Regions from separate parts of the Danio rerio genome. Here region 1 is linked to region 2. The links are chromatin contacts, called in public HiCAR-type maps. All regions are on one chromosome and are shown on one strand. Each heading gives the region's core, a stretch centred on a gene start, on an enhancer-like site or on the middle of the called end of the contact. The rest is flanking DNA. Distances are from core to core; before and after follow the strand shown.

Region 1 (5,034 bases), core at 267-2,766, 270 kb before region 2:
TTTGTGAAGCTATGCTTTAGATAAATAAGAATGGAAAGCAAAGTTTTAAAGAACTAGTGACCTGATCCAAACATTAAAAAATGGTACTTAGCGCCTATGAAAACACAAAACATTGAATAAAATTAAGTATTAACACAATCAGAAGTTTAGTTATACTTCTACAATAACCACAGAAACACCAAGATAATAATCTAAACAGCAAGCCTTTCGTTTGACATCTGCTATTGCCTATTTTTGTCAAAAGTAAAATGAATTACTAGGTATCTAAAGAGGAAAAAAATCAGTAAATCAGAAACGTTAATATCTCTTGACAACTGTGATATTCTTCTGAACATCAGCAATACTGCTTTTAACGTGAAGCATCATGCTTAAGGCCAAATTACAAGTGTGCTAAAGTCCAATAAAACAGACATTATCCAATGTATTTACATTTTTAAAATAAACACTCAAAAGTGACTTTTGAGTGTTGGTTGACAGCCTGTGAGATACAGCTGACAAGTCAAATTCTTTCAAGTCAACATTTTGACTAGTGAGCAAAAGAAAACACTGATTCTTGACATGGCTGGCAAAGATCTAGGACAGAAAAAAAGGTTGAAGCAGGATCTTAGTTTGCCACAAAAAGTTGTCATGCAGCAGAACAGAGTTTGTGCATCTGCTAAAACTAATGGATGTAAAGTAAGATTTATCAAAATCATGTGTAAGTGGACAGCCTGTGAGAGATATGCTATTATGTCACTCAGTGATTTCATTCACGCCATAAAATGTGCGTTTTACAGCCATTAAAAGTTCTGTGGCTAACACAAATCATTTAAAAGGGCCTATTTTTAAACACCATTCAAAACGATCGACTGAGATTTCCAACAGAAAGCAATAGGCTGTCGGGATGTTTGTTTGCCACGATGCGCAAACGCGTTGCGCACAGATTCCATCCAATCAAGGTCGCGCCAAGCGCCTTCAAGACGAGCGTCTAAACGCGTCTGCGCTCTTCAAGTGTCAAACCCGCGACTAGAGGCCGCGACACAAAACTCCCAGCTGACATGGAAAACGGCTCGTCTCATCCGGTGACTGACGTCGCTTTGCATCGATTCTGACACCCATCTTGTAAAAGTGTGTATAAAGTGTGTTGCAGGGTGAAAACGAAAAACCTCGCAAGTGCGCTCCTCAGATGCAGAAGAGCGTCCAACTTTCCCCCAAATACAATACTGTTTAGAGTTATAGCGTATATGACAACGGAAGGGTGAAATGTTAGTTTGCAGGATTCGTGACTTGCACGGTGTGTTGACATACCTGATGCCCGTGTACATTAGCTCTCGTGCCCGTGCAAGGACTCACTGTACCCATCGCGCTCTCATCTCTCAACACGGTTAAACACACATCCGGCAAGGGAAGACGTTCGTAAGCTTTAAACCTACCTTCCCAGAGAATGACACTATAACACGGGGCAAGTTTGTCATGGTACTTGATTACGGTCCTTTTTTTTTCGTCCTCCATCCGTTACAATGTCGCCATTTTGCCTAAAATTCTGCAGGTTGAACTAAAACTCCGAGAGGGATGTTTGGTTTCTGCTTTCACAAATGACACCACACACTAAGACCCGACAAAATGTTTACTTCCTTTCAAAGTGAAAGTGGAAATTTAAGGTAGTGTAGTTTTTCACCGAGGAATTGTGCATTTGGTCTTTATTGAGAGTTGTGGTTGTGGTAGGTACTGTAGCCCCCCTCTCGCGATATGGAATATTCCACAGACACAGAGTGAATTCTTCTTAGGTGAAGTTGCTGCTTGTGTTGAAAAAAGACAGGAAAGATGGTGGAAAGGTGGACTTGCACACCTAGGGATGGTTTGGTCAGTAATATTTATTGACAGAAATTTCCTTTCATTTTGACAGACTGTCGTGAGCATTTCTTGTTGGCAATTGTTTAAACTGATTGATAAATAGGTAATGAGGTTTGGTAAACTGTAAAAACAATTGTGGCTGTTGTATAGAATGGGTTACCATTACAGGAATGTTTTTATTTAATTATTTTTATTTTTTTATATGTTTCTTTATATGTTTGTGTAGTCAGTTTGTTTGTATATTTACTTATTTAAGTTAAATAAAGTGATTTTCTCACTCTTATGTAGTCTCACACCTGTAAAGGTTTTAAAAGAAGACATTTTTTAAGACATTTTTTTTTTCTTTTTTAAGTATTTCCCAAATTATGTTTAACAGAGCAAAGAAATTTTCACAGTATGTCTGATAATATTTTTTCTTCTGGAGAAAGTCTTATTTGTTTTATTTCGGCTAGCATAAAAGCCATTTTTAATTTTTTAAACACCATTTTAAGGTCCAAATTATTAGCTCCTTTAAGTTTTTTGTTTTTCTACAGTCTACAGAACAAACCATCAGTATATAATAACTCAATAAATCAGTTATTAGAAATGAGTTAATAAAACTATTATGTTTGGAAATGTGTTAAAATGTGATTATATACATATATATATATATATATATATATATATATATATATATATATATATATATATATATATATATATATATATATATATATATATATAAATGCAGCAGCCAGAGTTCTGACCAGGTCTAGAAAATATGATCATATAACCCCAATTTTATCCTCCTTACACTGGCTGCCTGTTAAGTTTCGTATTGAATTTAAAATATTACTTCTCACCTATAAAACTCTAAATAATCTAGCTCCTGTTTATCTAACCAAACCTTCTGTCTCGCTACAATCCAACTCGCTCTTTAAGATCTCAAAATTCAGGGCTTCTGGTAGTACCTATAATATCAAAATCAAGTAAAGGAGGTCGAGCCTTCTCTTTCATGGCTCCTACACTCTGGAATAGCCTTCCTGATAACGTTCGAGGCTCAGACACACTCTCCCAGTTCAAAACTAGATTAAAGACCTATCTGTTTAGTAAAGCATACACTCAATGCATCACCTAGCGGGTTCCACACAGGCTTCTGCATCTTGTTTATATACACTATGAACAGCAGCTACGCTAATTATTCTCTTTATTCTCTATTTTCACCTGGGGATACTCATCCCGAGTTCCTCAGATTATGCGGGGTCACTGATTGGATCCAAGACCAGCGACGAGATGATCCCAAGGATTCCATATCCGGGTCCAGGCCATATCCTGAGCTGCTGCTGCGCTGATGGTCGTGGGGAGTGGAGAACATGAGTCTGATTCCAGCGACGCTCCAGGGACAGACGAGTCTTCACTGAGGCCATCTTCCAGCCTCCACCACGGCGACTGAAGCTCTGCACAAGACTTTTGGCCAGCGGAGAAATTAAAATGGTCGTGCCCAACTGAGTCTGGTTCTCTCAAGGTTTTTTTTCTTCACTCCCATCAGGTGAAGTTTTTTTTCCCTCTCTGCTGTCGCCACTGCCTCGCATGGTTCAGGATTGGTAGAGCTACGCATCGATGAATTTGCTCTTCAGTGTTTGAACTCTCAGTAATGATTAAATCACACTGAACTGAGCTAACCTGAACTGAACTTAAACACTAAAACTGAACTACACTGTTCCAGTTACTATGACCATTTATGTGAAGCTGCTTTGACACAATCTACATTGTAAAAGCGCTATACAAATAAAGCTGAATTGAATTGAATATATGTATATATATATATTTATATACACATATATATATACACATATATATATATATATATATATATATATATATATATATATATGTGTGTGTGTGTGTGTGTGTGTGTGTATAATAACATAAACACATTTTGATGGGACTGGAAATATTTTGATTACTAGCTGTCTTCAACATATTTTCTTTTATTTTAAGCAGAAAACAGAAAGTAATGAAGTTTTGAAACAATTTGAGGGTTTATAGCTTTCAACCAGTAATTATCAAATGTATAAAGTTAGCATAAAACCTGTATTTATTTATTTGTTCACAACTAGTTTAATGTACATTTCATGCTACTAATAAACCATTAACTAAGACGTTTAGCCTACTACACTACTTTTTAGCTGCTTATTAATAGTTAATAAAGTAGTAGTTGAGTTTTAAGGATTATGGATTTAAATTGAGACCATATTTTATAAGTGCTAATAAACTGTTACAATTTTTCGTAATTGCTTTGACCCAGTTTTTGAATTATTTATTATTATTTTGTTTTTTAAAACAATAAGTTAAGATCTCTGAACAATATTTCTTCTTCACATCAGAATGGAATTACTTGCTAATTTGAGCAAATTACAAAGTCACTGACATTTGTGCATCTGTAAGCACAATTGTCAGTAGTTTGGATAAAAACTAATTGAATATTGCTAGTTGATCAAAACTGATTAGTCGAGTCTTATTTAAACTGTCAAACTCACAACTTTTCAATCATTTTTTATTATGTAAGCCATCACCCTCAAAAACATTCATTCTGTTATCAAACATGTATTTACACACATCTTTACACCATAAATATCTGATTTTGACATTGTTTGTAATGTTGCTAAAACTGTTCTAATTGTAATACAATTTAAATGAATGATTTAACCTATCTAGTCTGGGAAGATATACAGTAGTCAACATTTAAAGTGGATCAAAATGTTTCCAGTTGTGCAAAACCTTTTTTGCGTTTGTTTGTTTTTTGAGAATGGAAAACATCCACAATCCTAAACTGCAGCAACATGATAATGGAAGAGCAATTGAAAAAGATGTAATCTCTAGCCTGACTGACTGATTTTTGTGTATTTGTGGTAACATAAGGAATATGTACAATACTGTAATTACGCTCATACAAATATAATGTACAGTATACAAATGTTTTTGTTTAGTATTATTCTATGTACTGTTGACTACTCTAAACAAATATAGTTTTTTAAACCTTAATTTCCATGGTTGACTTGAGTGTCATGGTGAAATACAACTAAACATTTTGACCAGTGTGGCTCACACGATGACAAACATACATTATGTTTTGGTGGCCTTGGCCAAATTTTTGACACGATAATTAGGTTTTGAAGCATAAATGAATTTTTTTTGTGAGTAACCCCAAATAAAAGGTTG
Region 2 (5,474 bases), core at 1,826-4,325:
ATGCATGATCCGTTATAATGCACTCATTGTACTGCATTGAAAAATGGAAATCCTAAACAAGTCTTTTGCATATGTAACATTGTTGCATAGACATGACTAAAAGACAGGATGTCCTGTTTGGGAATTTGTACTGCATTTAATAACAATTAAAAAATCATTGTTTATTCACAGAAATTATTTCAAGTGTTTACTTTTTCAAATGATGTTTGTGGAAATAAAATATAAATTTAAATATTTAATACATTAAACGTAATAATTATAGGTTATCCTGATAAAGACAAGTTTTGCCAAAACATGTTGGTGTGGTGCACAATAGTGCTGTTGTTTATAAAAAAATAATATTAATAAACACTTTTTTACTTACTTTTCGAGTGCCTTGGACTAATGATTTTGTTGTTTATAAATGTAATTATGCTGCATCATTATCAATTAATTTAACAAAATACATGAAAGGGAAGAAATTGATTTTATTGTTAATGCTTAAAACTTACTTGCTAGCAAATTACAGAGGTCTTTCAATGTATCATCAAGTGCTTCTTGTTAAAATATTTATTTATGGCTACAATGATGTATAGTGATGTTATGCTGAATGATGTATAGTAGGTGCCTCCTGTAAATAATAGTAAATATCTATGATATTAATTTATTTATTTGCCAAGAAAAATAAAAACAACAGCATCGACAATAAAATTAATAAAATAAATAAACAGGACATAATCAGGCTGAAGGTGAAAGTTTTATCACGTTTTTTAATTCCTTACAGTAGAATATCATCATTTAAACACTGATATATGTATCTGAACCACATCAACATTGAACTTGCTTGATTTAAAAAACTGTTTCTGACTTTCTGCCATTGTTAAACTTGTTTAAAAGCGATAAAACTTTACAACTGTTACTGATATTTGATTGTGCTTGAATTAGCATTGTGAAAAGCGGTGATAAAGGTGACTTGACTTGACTTCTAATTTTTGTTTTATGTATGTATTTAATTTCAAATGTATTTATTTAATTTAATCATTTTTATAATGTTGTATATTGTTCATTTATCTACTTTAATTAATTAATTAACCTAAATTATTAGTATTTTTTTATTTCATTTTTAAAACTTTAACCCACATACCCCTTCTCTCAACTTGTCATGGTCTGATCTCTCTCGATCTGTAGCTGTGACAGTGTTTTCTTGTATAACACTTTCTCATTTATGAGAAGTGACCCGTGTGGAATGTGGGGTTCTGAACTCTTGACCTTGGAGCCACATGGCATGATGAAGCCTTTCATCTGAAATATGAGCAAATACAAGGCATGTTTATGTATGGCTACTTAGAGATTCCCTTAAAGCTGTCTCGAACACAAAAATGAAGATATGTCAACATGTATGACACGTTGTCATGCTGCTCTCTCTCTCTATAAATATTTATAAAAGCAAAGTTTAGCAGAGGACAGTGCTCCACCGTTATTTGGTGAAATGGGCAATTGTATGTAGTTACTTACATGCATTTTTGTAAGTTGTGTATGGCAGCACTGAAAGGTAGAAATCGATATTATGAAAGTTTTTATTTAATCCAACATTGGTCATTTGCTGCCCTCTTGTGGAAAGTTTGCTTTAAAACAAGTTACTTAAAGCAAATAAATGGATTGAGTATACTAGATTTGTGTTTAGTGATGCCTTTATTAATGTTTAGATTATATAATTTGCTTGCTTTTTGTACATAATTCTTCGAATATGTTATATGTAAACACAATAATGCTGGTAACATACATTTACAGCACTCAATTAAGATTCTGATTTCAATTTATCTCCCTAGTTCAAAGTTAATTAAAATAATTAGTCTCCATTCACTTTTGATTGCTAATGAGTGGCTAAAAGTTTTTTTTTTTTTTTTTGTATGATGCACAAAAAAAATCTCAAATCTCAGGTTCAATCTCTGAGGTGTTAAAATATGAAGTACTATACAGTCCATTTTTTTTTCTGCTCATAAAACTACTAGAAAGTGCAAATAGGAAATGGTTCAACCAAAAATATAATAATTTAATTGACTTCCCCTCAAGAGGTTCCATACCTTTGTGAGGTTCTTAAAACAGAAACTTTGAAGAATATGTTAATGTTTTAAGACAATCGATTTTTTGTTATTTTAGGTTTACTCACATTTATGAATGTAGCATTTGCAAATAATATAACTTAAATATTAACTAAAGCAAGCACTGTATTTATTACTGTTACAGATGCCTAAAACAATACCTTTAGACAACAAGTTTTGAATACATATTGCTAAACAGTATTATTAATCTATATAGTTTCAACGTGGATTTGAAAATCTTGTGTGATGATCTGTATGTCTGTACAGATATTTTTTCTTTAATTGTTTTTTTTTTTTTTTTTTAACAACAGCAAATTTACAATTTAAACCAGACATCCAAATAATACAAACGCAAATAACATAAAATTAACTAAAAATAATTACACAATCAAAATAAATAAAAACACAACTTCGGTATAGAAACTTTTACAATGACCAAGGAATTAACCTACAAAAATTGAAAGAAAGTTTACTATTCAATTAACTCAACTCCTTTGCAACTCGACCTGTATCTGGACATTTTTTATTTATTTATGTATTTGCTATTAATATACTGGAGGGAGTCTATATGTTGAAAACCTTTAAACAAGGTTTAGGATTATTCAATTGAAATTTATAAATATGAATTTTGTAAGTAATATCAAAAGATTGATTATAAATTCCACAGATAAATTGTTTAAGTCAAAATAAAATACATCTTTGTGGGCAAATTACAGCTAAAACCTGATTTATTTTTGGACAACGATAAGTCATCCCAAAACTTCTTTAAATCAAATGTTGACATTCACAAAAAGATGAACCAAAGACTCTGGATGATCTACACAGAATGAGCAATTTCCATCAGTCTGCATGAATTTAGATAATGTATAATGGCTAACGCAAATGTTATCAAGTATTTTAAAACGTCTGTACAGAGATTCAGAACACAAAAGATGAGGACGGCGTCAGAAAAACGTCAACCATGTGGCCAATCACTGTCGAGAAAGTGCGCGTGCGCATTAGTTCATTTTCACCTCCCCTCAGCCCTGCTCAGTGCTTTATCATTTCATAGTTGTCTTAGTGAGAATTTTCAAGCTGCAGAGATGACCGATGTTCAACTCTCGTCAGAAGCTGTCAACCAAAGCCACGGAAAAGAGACAAAATGTAACCATTTAGCAGACACTAAAGAGAAGAATTGAGCTGTGGCGATCGACAGAATGTTCTAGAAGGGTCATGTGATGTCCGGAGACCAGTTATGTCGCACTTTTAAAAAAAAATACGCTGACGTACGTCTGTGGAGTTCGACCGCCGTCGTACAAATAAACGTGATCAATTGTAAAACACCGTTTCGGGTCGAAGTCAGGTATAAAACGGGAATGTTACTAAGGGGTGCGTTTTAAAACAATGTTTTCTCGGTTTTAAAGGCGCGAGGGGAAGAAGGGAGCACGTGAGGGGTCTTGTCCAATGGGACTGGGCGCTTTCAGCAGGAGGGTATAAATACCAGGCGGTTGCCGTGAGAGACGTCCGCCATTGATGACTAACCTTTCACAGAAACAAGAGTTATTTCAAACGTATACATGTTTATGGTGTTAATTTGGTCTGCTGGCTAAGAAGGCTTAGCTTAAAATCTTTAAATCGTTTTTCAGAGAGGTTTTTTTCGGGCTCAAAACATCAACAAGATCCTTCGGTTGGTGAAGTTTTCCAGCTGAGCTCCTTCTGCACTGCAGCGTCTGTCTCAGTTCGGCCGTTTAAACTTTCTTTGTTGTGCTCGAGACGGAAAGGTAAATTTTGGGTCCAAGTTGAGCTAGCTTCATTTAGCTGGCGGAATGGCTATGGGAGGGACTGTTAGCTGAGCTCAATGTCAGCATCTGACGGGGCGGGGTAATGTGTGGCTAGCTATGCTAGCGTTAGCCGGGCGCCATTTTGTGGCTCAAGGCTTGCTAACACAATTATCGGTGAATTCGTGTAAACTGATCTCTAATTACTTGAAATGTGTTATATGGATGTATACGTTGCAAAGTGTCCGTAAAGATGACGGTTTATGCAGAGGCGACACTTTTGTGGGGGTTTTTTTTGTCGAAACGGAAGTTGGTGTTGCGTCATCCAATGAGGTCGTCGAAATTATGTAACACGCGTTGTCCAGGATTGAGTAAAGGAACAAGCTAAATGTTGCGTGTAAACGCACCATATGGCATAACGTTATCTATCTCAAATGAGTGTATGGAGCCGTCTCTGATTGTATATTATCATATGCGTTAGCCGTTTTGTTGATAAACAGAATTTCTCTCTGCCTGATTTGTTCAAAGTTAGACGAATGTCATTCTCCTTTGTGCAGTATTCCATTTGTCCAATTGGCATGCGTTTGACTACAACAAAACAAATATAAATAGTCACTGCGTCAATACATTTGTCTAGACCAAATGCAAAAGGTTAAAAACAAACATGAACTTCTATTGTTTTTTTTTTCTCCAAATGAACATTGTCAAAGAAAATTTACAACCTTGCTTTCTCCCCTGTCCTCCTAAAAACATTCCCTCCCCATTCATAATCAGACCAGTGTGGAACGAAATGTTTTACGTTATAGCATTCAAAAATAAAATAAAAAAATGCATCTTTACGTTTTATTTTTCATAGTTTTTCTTGTATTAAATTTGTAAGTCTTTAGCCTTCTTGTACAATGTTTTTGTTTGTTTCTAAAACTTTTATATAAATAAAGTGCACTTAATGATCAATTTAACTTTTGTAAATGTTTTTGATTATGAGCAAAAGTATATTTTACTGAACAAGATGATGACCTTTTAGTTTGGGGTAAGTAAGAAAAGTATAACCTCTGTTGGTAAGCTAAATAAAGCTTGCTCACGAGTACATTAAAGAATGTCCCTTATCAGTTAGATGTATTGTGTTAAAGCATTGTCAAAGGTAAGTTAACGTATAAATGAAACTGAAATCCCAAGTATTTGAAAAGTAGTGAATTTTATTTGTGGATTATATTTATTGTGTTTAATTGACAAGTGGATTAGACACTAGTTTCAAAAGTAATATCTAGAATTTTTAATTTATTTTGAAAATGTCAAGTTGACAATTTAATTTGAAAGCACAAGTTAATTTTATATTGCAATAGATAAGTCATCTGTACTGTATAATTTTTACATAATTGCCATCATGTTTAGACTTGAATTTATGGGATTTTAGTTGACAAGTAATTTATACATTTGGTTATCTTTTATTATAATTTTCTATATTCAGTAAATGATTCGGATTAAACTCTAAAAGGTTTTTTTATTTTATTTCAAGAGTGAAGCTAAAAAGCATTATAGCAGTGTGCTTTTATTAGGCAATAGAGGGCAGTGCATACCACAAAACCTGCAGTAGTCCTGCATACTAGACTACTGTATGAGATTGACTGATTTGGCA

Evidence for each region. HiCAR-type assays count read pairs that join an accessible place to other places.
Region 1: a HiCAR-type map of caudal fin shows a contact between it and region 2, with 10 times the contacts expected there. The contact joins the promoter of znf644b here to the promoter of brdt in region 2. A contact is called at or near these places in 9 of 18 Hi-C or Micro-C datasets (caudal fin, embryo, fibroblasts and 3 more) and 3 of 4 datasets of contacts at active chromatin or transcription factors (caudal fin, embryo and gastrula embryo).

Annotation. Positions count from the first base shown.
Region 1 is chr6:27,123,096-27,128,129 of GRCz12tu, reverse strand. znf644b (zinc finger protein 644b) reads right to left here and starts at 1,516. Exons shown (of 7, transcript XM_073954091.1): 1 at 1,288-1,516.
Region 2 is chr6:26,854,586-26,860,059 of GRCz12tu, reverse strand. brdt (bromodomain, testis-specific) reads left to right here and starts at 3,075. Exons shown (of 20, transcript NM_001305664.1): 1 at 3,075-3,841.